Regions from separate parts of the Mus musculus genome. Here region 1 is linked to region 2. Evidence: chromatin contacts called from public HiChIP or PLAC-seq data. All regions are on one chromosome and are shown on one strand. The core of a region is the stretch at or near the end of the contact, and the rest is flanking DNA. Distances in the headings are between cores, read along the strand shown. Region 1 has its middle 2.9 kb from the start of Gm11541. Region 2 overlaps Abcc3 (ATP-binding cassette, sub-family C (CFTR/MRP), member 3).

The links. HiChIP or PLAC-seq counts read pairs in DNA pulled down with a chosen protein or histone mark.
Region 1: a contact with region 2 is called in an H3K4me3 HiChIP or PLAC-seq map of bone marrow-derived macrophages, with 6 times the contacts expected there. The contact joins two enhancer-like sites. A contact is called at or near these places in 2 of 39 promoter capture datasets (cranial neural crest and embryonic stem cells), 1 of 484 Hi-C or Micro-C datasets (extraembryonic endoderm stem cells) and 1 of 115 datasets of contacts at active chromatin or transcription factors (bone marrow-derived macrophages).

What each region holds. Positions count from the first base shown.
Region 1 is chr11:94,704,925-94,709,774 of GRCm38.p6, reverse strand. No RefSeq gene overlaps it. Among named protein-coding and RNA genes, the nearest start is that of Gm11541, 2.9 kb to the right of the region's middle. Within about 2 kb of position 1,909, at least 8 of the 459 cell types and tissues checked have an H3K27ac peak or open chromatin away from gene starts, as enhancers often do. A contact at or near this core is called in bone marrow-derived macrophages, where this site is marked.
Region 2 is chr11:94,385,137-94,390,193 of GRCm38.p6, reverse strand. All of the region lies in intron 1 of Abcc3 (ATP-binding cassette, sub-family C (CFTR/MRP), member 3), which reads left to right. Among named protein-coding and RNA genes, the nearest start is that of Abcc3, 5.3 kb to the left of the region's middle. Within about 2 kb of position 3,368, at least 146 of the 459 cell types and tissues checked have an H3K27ac peak or open chromatin away from gene starts, as enhancers often do. A contact at or near this core is called in bone marrow-derived macrophages, where this site is marked.

The DNA of each region.
Region 1 (4,850 bases), core at 660-3,159, 320 kb before region 2:
TAAATAGTCTGAAAAAGACAAAGTGTTTGGGGTTGAGACTTATTTTGTTTCATTATTTTGAGACAGTCTCTTTGTTACATAGCTGTGGCTGTCCTGGAACTCAAATTCAAACTCAAAGAGATCCACCTGCCTCTACCTCCCGAGAGCTGGGATTAAAGGTGTACCCCACCACATGCAGCTTGTAGGGTCAAGCCTTAAGTCTTAGTTTGTGACAGCTTGACACAGGATCTGCTAGGTCCACAGCTCCACCTGACAGTCTAATATTTCAGCAGAATTGACACAGCTAGAGGTAATTGAACCCTCCCATTGGTCCTTTAGCCTTTAGAGAAACAGCCACCAGAGTGAGCAGTTGGAATTGCTTCCCACTTCAGCTGGTCAAAACCCACACTGCATGCCATGGGGGCTGCAGAGATTAATGGCACCCTGAGAGGATGACTTCCAGCATTGCCTCCTATTCATCTCAACCCAAAAGGATGATGGTCAACTCCAACAAACCGAGTGCTGCTCTGGCCTCAATCCCTGTTGCTGTACTGGGGGTTATCTTTGTTAGAGCACATTAATACTGGCTCAGACAGTATTAATGATCCATTTAGCTGACAGTACAGTCTTCCCCATCCCCATCAAGAAAGAGGACATGCTGGCTAGTTTTATGCCAGCTTGACACAAATATGAGTCATTCTGGAAGGGGTAACCAAATTGAGAAAATACTGCCACCAAATTGGCCTGTGGGCAAGCCCATGGTGCATTTTTTATTTGGGGATTAGTGTGAGAGGTCCCAGTTCACTGTGAGCTGGCATTGCCAGCCCTGGGCTGGTGGTTCTGGGTGCTGTAAGAATACAGGCTTAGCAAGGTGGTGGTAGCACATGCCTTTGATCTCAGCACTTGGAAGGCAGAGGTAGGTGGGTCTCTGTGAGTTTAAGGCCAGCTTGGGGGAAAAGAAGAAGAAGAAGAAGAAGAAGAAGAAGAAGAAGAAGAAGAAGAAGAAGAAGAAGAAGAAGAAGACGACTGGCTAAGCAAACCATGAGCAAGTCAGTAAGCAGCATTCCTCTATGGTCTCTGCTTCAGTTCCTACCCTGACTTCCTTTGAGGATGAACTATGGCCTGAGAGTTTTAAGCTGGAATAAACTCTTTCTCCCCCAAGTCGATTTGGTCATGGTGTTTGGCCACAGCAGTAGAAACCCTAACTAAGAGCTAACCAGGGCCACTCCACTCACTATCAAGTAAGGTGATTATCAACAGCACAGCTCTGCAGTCTAGCCTCTGGTGATGCTAACTCCTGTCCTCTGTTAGAAGGAGGTACAAAGGGACCATAGTCTCTGCACAGTGGCACAGATGCATCACACTATTGATGGTGTCATGCTGCTCAAGCCAGAGAAGGGCAAAGTGGCAAATTCAAGAAAACACTAGGTAAAACAAGTGAGCTGGAGAGAAACCTTGTAAAGATGTGGAAAAACCATGATGATAGGGAAGCCCAGAGGGACCAGGCATGGATGCTCCTCCAAGAAATGGGGGAAACTGCTTCATTTTCTGTCCCCCGTTGTTATAATGGAAGCCCATGGCCAAGCTTGACATCTCCTTCTGATCCACTTACTGGGCAGGACCAGAGGAGGAAAATGCTCTGTGGCAAGCCATGCCTTCTGCCTTTAAGGCCTTATGTATCTAGTGCCCAGCATTTTCTAGCTCTAAAGAGATCTATTATGACTGTTAATCTTGATTTTTTTTTAACTTGATGAGATTTAGAGTCACTCTGGAAACAATTTACTGGGAAAGTCTTTAAGGAATTATCTTGACTTGGTCGTCTGAGGTGAAGTCTTATCCTCGATGTGGATGGTGCTATGCCTAGTGTCTGGGATACTACTGCATAGAAAGGGGAAATCCTGCTTCTCACTTCCTGTCTGTGGATTCACCGTGACTAGCTTCCTCAGGCTCACAACACTATGACTTCCCTGTCGTGATGGACCCTTGAACTATGGAGTCAGCATTATGTGTGTCGGCACAGCACTGAGAGAGTAGCTACTACAGCTGTGATAGGAAGAGATCCCGTTGGAAGTGTTCAGAAAGTACCAGCAGGGAGGAGCCCAGCGTGGCTGCCTGGGTGTGACTTGATGGTGTGACCATCAGTTTAGCATCAGTTCCCAGCATGCATCTGTACTGGCCCAATAACCCCCCCCCCCAACAACAACAACAAAAAGCCAGAACCAACACTATTCACAGAGAAACATGGAAAGAGATTTAAGCTAGGAATTGGCTCTCACAGTTCCTAAGGCTGAGAAATCCCTTGGTGTGCTGGCCCCAAGACAAGTTGGAGAATCAAGGGACTTGGTGACATGATTGTGTATTTGATGATCTGAAAGCCAGGGGACAGAGGTCTTCACTCCATAGCTGCTGTAGACCGGGGACTCAGAGGGGTTGCCAGTATTCTGACACACAAAGCACCAAAATCCAGAAATTTTTCTTAAATATTTATTTATTTATTTTATTGTACATAGAGTACACTGTAGCCATCTTTAGACACACCAGAAGAGGGTATCAGATCTCATTACATATGGTTGTAAGCCATCATGTGGTTGCTGGGATTTGAACTCAGGACCTCTGGAAGAGCAAACAGCCAGTGCTCTTAACTGCTGAGCCATCTCTCTAGCCCAAGAACCAGAATTTTTTTTTTTTTTGAGACAGGGTTTCTCTGTGTAGCCCTGGCTGTCCTGGAACTCACTCTGTAGACCAGGCTGGCCTCGAACTCAGAAATTCACCTGCCTCTGCCTCCCAAGTGCTGGGATCAAAGGCGTGCGCCACCACGCCCGGCTAAGAACCAGAATTTTTTAAAAAAATTATTACATTATTCATTTATTTGTGGGGTGAAGGGCCATATACATATTAAGGTCAGAGGACAACTTGCAGGAGTCAGTTGTCTCCTGCCACCATGTGATCCTGGGGATTGGACTCAGGTCACCAGGCTTGGCAGCAAATGACTCATCTCGTCAGCCTAGAATAAAGGTTTTAATGTCCACAGGAAATGGATGTCCCAGTTAAGAAAAGAGAAAGTTCCCTCTTTTGTTACCTTTTTTTCTGTTTGGCCCTCTGTGTACTAGACAATGATCACCATGTAGGTAGAGGTGGGTCTTCTACATTCAGTTGTCAAATGTTCTTCTCTTCTAGAAACTTCCTTATGGACACACCACAAAATGATCAGCAGTTTCCAGGCATTCCTTTGCTGAGTCATATTAACATATAAAATTAATCCTCACAGCATCGGACCATAGGACATTGGGTGACCATGTGACCAGGGATGTCACAAGATATGATTATCTCAAGAGATAAACACATTAGATGAACCAGACCATAAAACTCAGCCAGGTCTAATAACAACTCAAGATGCTATCTATGAGAGGGGTGTATTCAGGTATTGTAGAAGAATTTTTTTAAAAGATTTATTTACTTATTTATTTATTTAAATGAGTATACTGTAGCTATACAGATGGTTGTGAACCTTCATGTGGCTGTTGGGAATTGAGTTTTAGGACCTCTGCTCACTCCGGTCAACCCCACTCGCTCAGTCCCTGATTGCCCAAAGATTTATTTATTATTTTACATAAGTACACTGTAGCTGTCTTCAGACGTGCTAGAAGAGAGCATCAGATCTCAGGGTGGTTATGATCCACCATGTAGTTGCTGGGATTTGAACTCAGGACCTTTGGAAGAGCAGTCAATGCTCTTACCCACTGAGCCATCTCACCAGGCCATTTTAGAGAAATCCAGCAATATAACTGCTCTGGCAAGGGATCATATCCAAAGACCTTCTAGGTCTACATGACCTGGCCAGAATGCAGACATATCTTGGATATGATATGCATGGTATGGCTGGGATACAGACATGCCCTTAAAGTTAGTTTGTAAAAAGAAGCAGCCATGTTTGAAAGGGATGTCTAATTGAGGGGCAGACAAAGTGATGAATCAGAGAAAGATCTGACAGAACGAGTCAGAGATAGAATATGTCCAACTCACAGAAAGAGCACAGGGAAGAGAGACTATTTAAGAGCAGCAGGGGGAGAGAGAAGAAGCTACACACAGGTGGTGTGATGTGTGCATAGATGTTTCACAGGACAATTTTACAGAGACAGGTTGCAGACAGAATAAGCTAGACACAGGCGAAGACAGAACAAGCCAGAGAATGAAAAGGAACAAGAAGATTAGAACATATTGCCAAAGTTAGTATGAAGCCAAGTAGGACAATTCAGTCAGAAGCTGAGGGAAGCTGGATTGAGTCAATTAACTTGGAAGATTAGATTGTACAGAGGCTAGAAGTTTCCTGGCCTAGGCTTAAGTATCATTAGAAAAGAGAAGGAAATGTTCTGGGCTCAGCCCTAGTAGTGTGCTTGCACAGCTTGGATACAGCTCTCGTTTCATCCCATCGTCTGAAGAAATAAAAGTGACATTTACAGGGTATCTTAGCGTTTCTATTGCTGTGATGAGACACCATGACCCCAACCCTTAGAAAGGAAAACATTTCATTGGAGCTGGCATACAGTTCAAAGGTTTAGCCCATTGTCACCAAGATGGAAAGTATGGTGTCTTGCAGGCAGACATGGTGCTAGAGAGGTAGCTGAGAGTTCTACATCCGGATCAGCAGACAGCAGAAAGGGAGTGAGACATTAGGCCTGGCTTGAGCATCTGAGATCTCAAAGCCCATCCCCAGTGACACACTTCCTCCAACAAAACCACACTTCCTAATAGTGCCACTCCCTATGGACCTATGGAGGCCATTTTTATTCAAACCACCACACCAGGATTGGCTCAAGTGGGGCCACAGGTTTAAGGAAACTGTTGCTGAGAACTGCTCCTCCTGTATGTCA
Region 2 (5,057 bases), core at 2,119-4,618:
CTGGGAGTAGCCAGGGAAAAACCAAACAGAGAAGAAAAGGGACTGGGCCCCTTGTTTACTTAGACTTTCCCTAGCTTCTGATGGCCTTTCTTCACCTGTGAGATGAGGAAATGAGCCACCTGCTGCTTACCTTGCAAGATTTTTATGGTGATCAAATGAAATAGAGAATGTGAAATTAAGTTGAGAAGCAAGAAGCTCTGTTGGCAGGCCCAGCTAATCCTGTTGACTGGTGGGAAGACAGCGAGGAATGAGGTCAGACTGCCATGTGTTTAAAGCCATGGTCCTTCGAGCAAAGAGTTGGCAGGCTGCTGGGACAGAGGCTCGGCTCCAGCAGGAGAGCAGGAAGCTAATGCCTGCTACAGTTTCAGCCTCAGTCCCCCTATGAGTGTCAATCTGGGGACTTGTGATCCTGTAGACACACCTACACCTGTATGTTCACACGCACCACATGCTAGGTGCCATGACATGTCTCCTTCACACTCCCTGTCCCCATCTCTTTGGGCATATTATCAACATCTCAGAGTACACCTTAAATTTGTGTGAAAAGAAGCTCCGAAAGAAGTAGTCCAGAGGAAGACTCTGTCTCAAAGAACAAACAGGACATGGTAGCACATGCTTATGATATCATACTTGCGAGGTAGAGGCAGGAGAATCAGAACAGGATAGCCCCTAGCTATGCAGCAAATTTGAGGTCAGCCTAGATTACATGAGATCCTATCTCAAAAACAAAGCCTGGCAGTGTTAGCACACGCTTTTAATCCTAGCACTCTGGAGGCAGAGGCAGATGGATCTCTGTGAGTTCGAGACCAGCCTGATCTACAGAGTGGGTTCCAAGCCAGCTAGAGTTACACAGAGGAAACCCTGTCTGGAAAACAAAACAAACGAGCACATCCAAAAATTGGAGAGAGAGTTCAGATGCAAGAGATCAAGGACAGAGGAGGTTGGAAATTCTCTCTGTTCTGATTGGCTACCCCATGCCCCCAGAGGACCACTGTTTGTTTTGGGACAGGTTAGACAGACCTCACTGGGGTGAAGGGAGTGCATAGAAAGGCCTGGACTGTTGGTTCTCAAAAAGTTTAGTCTGTTTGCATAACTAAGCTTGATCCCAGACTCTCGCATAGGAAGCCAAAGGCTCACTTTGCGTGTATACAGAATTATCCAGACTGCCTAAAAAGTAGTTGGCACTTGAGATGTACAAGTACCCACTTCGTGGGAAGAAAACCCAAGCAAGGACAGCAGATGGTCCTCACTCCGGATTCTGTGAGTTAGGGACGAGGGACATTTTAGTCAATGGTGATTTTTCCAGTTCCTCTTTTCTGATTCCTGGACCCTTCCATTCCTGGCCTTCTCATTGTCCCAGACTTAAGTCTACTTGGCAGCAGCTCTTGGTCCCATGGGTTTTATAGGGGTCAAGCCCATATGGAAAAGATAATTATCCTGCCACCTAAGGAGGGACTTAAGCGCCGGTACCTTGAAGACCCATTTCCATGGCTCCTTCTTTGGTTCATCTCGATTCTGTCATTGATGTGAGGAAGTCACTCAACTTCTTTGAGTCTAGCTGAGCTTAGGTGGTTTGGGGGGGGGGGGTTGGGGAGAGCATTCAGGTCTGCAGCTGCCTGGTGACGATTCCGGGAGGATGAGCTTGTGGTCCAGGGCCGTAAATAAGGTGCTCTAAACATTAGGGCTATAGGTATTATAGATTCCAAGGTTTCCTATTAGATTGTTGCCCAACACATGTAGGCACAGCAATGGACAAGGTTCAAGTTTCGATGCATCTGGGCTCCCATATGAAAACAATGTCATGCAAAGATGCTGGGAACAGGATGGCTGCTGAATGGACAGGTGGGTGGAAGATGCCCACTTGTAAGCCTGCTAGATACCATCTCCTTCCAGGGACCTAATCTTCCCTGCCAGGACAGGGACCTGGAAAACCCTTTTCATTAAAGCTGGAGATCTCGAACCTCAGGCTTATTAGTTTTGGTCTCTGAGTTCTTGGCTTCTAGGTGGGAGATTTGGTTCCTTGTGGTCCTAGACCGTCTCCTCCTGTTCCCTGGGCCTGAGCTAAAGGGAGAAACTTAGGAAAGGAAGTGAGTCAGGGATGTAACCTGAGAGAGGAAGCTTTGCCAAACGGACTGACTTCCCCTCCCCACCTCACTCTCCCAAATGGTCTTATTGCCACACCTGCAATCCCAGTACTCAGAAAGCTGGAGCAGAAAGATCGCCCTGAGGCTGAGGCTATCCCTGGCCATAGATGGTAAGATCTTGTTTCAAAACAACCAAGGGGCTAAAGACGCAGCTTAGTTGGAGGAGTGCTGGCCAAGCATTCATGAAGCTGGTGTTTGATTATAAGCACCACACCTATAAATCCTGGCACTTGGCATTCGGAGGCAGGAGGATCAGGAATTCAAGGTCTTTCTTAGAAATATACTTACTTTGAGGTCAACCTGGTCTATATAAGAACTATCTAACAAAACAAACAGGGGCTAGAGAGATGCTCCCGTGGTTACGAATGCTTATTGCTCTTCCAAAGGACTGGAACTCAATACTCAGAGCTCATGTTAAGTGGCTCATGACCGCCTAACTAGCTGCAGGGAATCCAACTTCTGGCCTTCTCGGGTACCTGCAGTCTCATGCACTCATGTATGCACAGACACACCTATACATGATTAAAAATTATAACAATAAGGCCAGGAGATGGTGGCACATGCCTCCAATACCAGCACTTGGGAGGCAGAGGCAGGCCAATCTCTGAAGTCAGCCTGGTCTACAGAGTTTACAAAAACAAATCTTGGGGCTGGAAAGATGGCTCAGTGCTTAAGAGCACTGACTGCTCTTCCAGAGGTCCTGAGTTCAATTCCCAGCAACCACATGGTGGCTCACAACTGTCTGTAATGGGATCAGATGCCCTCTCCTGGTGTGTCTGAAGACAGTGACAGTGTACTTGTCAATAAATAAATAAATGAATAATTTTTAAAAAAATCTTAAAACAATAGCAAACGAAAGGGCTTTGGAGTACAAATGGCCTAATTTTGAAGTGAGGGCTGAAAGTCTGTGCCTTTGCCCCCTCCCTGTATAGGTACCTCGGGGTCAGGACACCCGGCTGTGCTCTCCTCTTGCCCACCTAGAACTATTCTTTCTGCAGTTGGTCCAGGGAGCTGAGCTGTGGGGCAGAGTGTGGGTGGGAATGAGATCTCAAGCCTAGATTAAATTTCTCTTCCAAACCAGACAGTCCAGTTTCTAATCCCCTTTGCTTCCAGAACTCAGCTGGTCCATTGCCTGGTTTTGACAATCCCTACGCCCCAGGTGCATGGATGAACTGCAGGAGGGGAGGGCTGGCAGTGTGATTTGAGTGTGTTGATGTCACACTGGCGCTGACAGGGCACTTGGGAGGCACAGTCGAACCCAAGGAGCCTAGGTCTTGGGTTGCATTGTCAGAGCTTGAGTTCCAGGTTACCCATGGGTCCCAGAAGTCCTGGCACACAGTGACACTCAATAACCAAAGTCTTCCCGGGATGCCAGGTCTTTTACAGGAGTGAGAGGTGTGTCCTGCCTTCAAGCTAGAGGCTGACCCAGCATAGCCCTCTGTGGCCTCTCAGGCTTCCTGTTTTTGTCTTAGTAGCTCACGGAGGGCTGGGGGGGGGGAGGTGGTGGTGAATCAGAAGGTGCCTGCTTCCCTTCCCTCCAATTTCTGCTGAGATAGATGATCTTGCCAGTCGGTCCCTTCGCAGTGACCTCAGGAGCTGTCTAGCACAGATGCACCCACCGCCCCCCCCCCATATGGGATTGAGGAAGTAATGAATCTTCTTTAGACAGAGCCTGTCAGCAGCCTGAGGCCTGGGAGACTGCTGACAGAAGTGGGACAGAGAACTCTGGAGTCCTCATGCCCCTCCCCCTGCCACTGGTTTGAGCCTACAAAGGATCTCAGCCTCGGTGCCCATGAAGGGGCATCTGCCCTGTGGTCCATTCTGGGTGCCGGACCTTCCACCTTATCGGCTCCATCCAGCTGTTTAATCTCAGTATTTAGGAAGCTGCTGTTGCTGTGGAAACCAAGTGGCCGTCGGCAGGCGGGGCTGTGGGCCTGGGCTGCCTCCCAGCTGGTGCTCTTCGGACCAGGAATGGAAGAGGAGTTTTAAGGAGCCACCCTCCACCCTGTCTGAGTGGATCCAGGAAATGACCACAACTGACTCTGTCCTCTCTGTCATTTATACTTTAGTGCCTTAGTCTCGAGGCCCCTTTGGTTGTCAGGATGGTGCTTCAGTGCCAGAGAAACAGCATGATGTTGTCTTGGTGTTCAGCTACGGAAGCTGGGGCCCGGGAGAGCACGTTAGTTCATTCACTCGTGTGTTTTGTTCAGTCGGTGTAGAGAGAGTATGTGCCTTCTGGGCTAAGTGCCCAGAAGCCATGGGCAGGCAGGTAGGAAGGTGAAGGTGAAGCTGAGCTCTGGAAGTCCTGCCTCGGTGCTTTTCCTTGAAGAAGGACCAAAGTCATTTGGCTGAGGTGGGCAGGTTGCAAACTCTAGGCAGTGAGGAGCATCGTGGTGAACCAAAGCTGTCCTTTAGCAAACCTGTCCTCAAGGAACACTTACTGTCGTAGGAGAAGGTTGAAAAGCGATAACTGAAACACAGCTCACTTGTATCAAGTGAGAGAAGGTTGTCATGGCTGTGGAGAAAATAAAATGGACAAGGGACAGGTGCAGGGTTAAGACGAGGCCTGCAATGGGTCACAGTTCTAATTAGGAAGTCAAGGTGAACTTTGATGAGACAGTATAATCAGAGCTAAACCCGCACCGGGGCAGTGAGGGTTCAGAGGCAAGTGAAGAAGGAACAGCTGAAGGTGACCAGGTCCCAGGCCAGGGTCTTAGGGCAGACTGAGGCTGGAAGATCACACAGGCCAGGAAGCTGCCAATGATTTGGAGAGCTGTGCGGCGTTCCCTGCGTTTTCCTTAACGACGGTAAGAGGCAGGACGGTGCAATGGGTGTGTAGTCTGGCTCGGACTTCCAATAGGTTTTTCTGGCTGTACTGGGAAAGAGAATGTAGGGACAAGCGGCTGAGCCAAA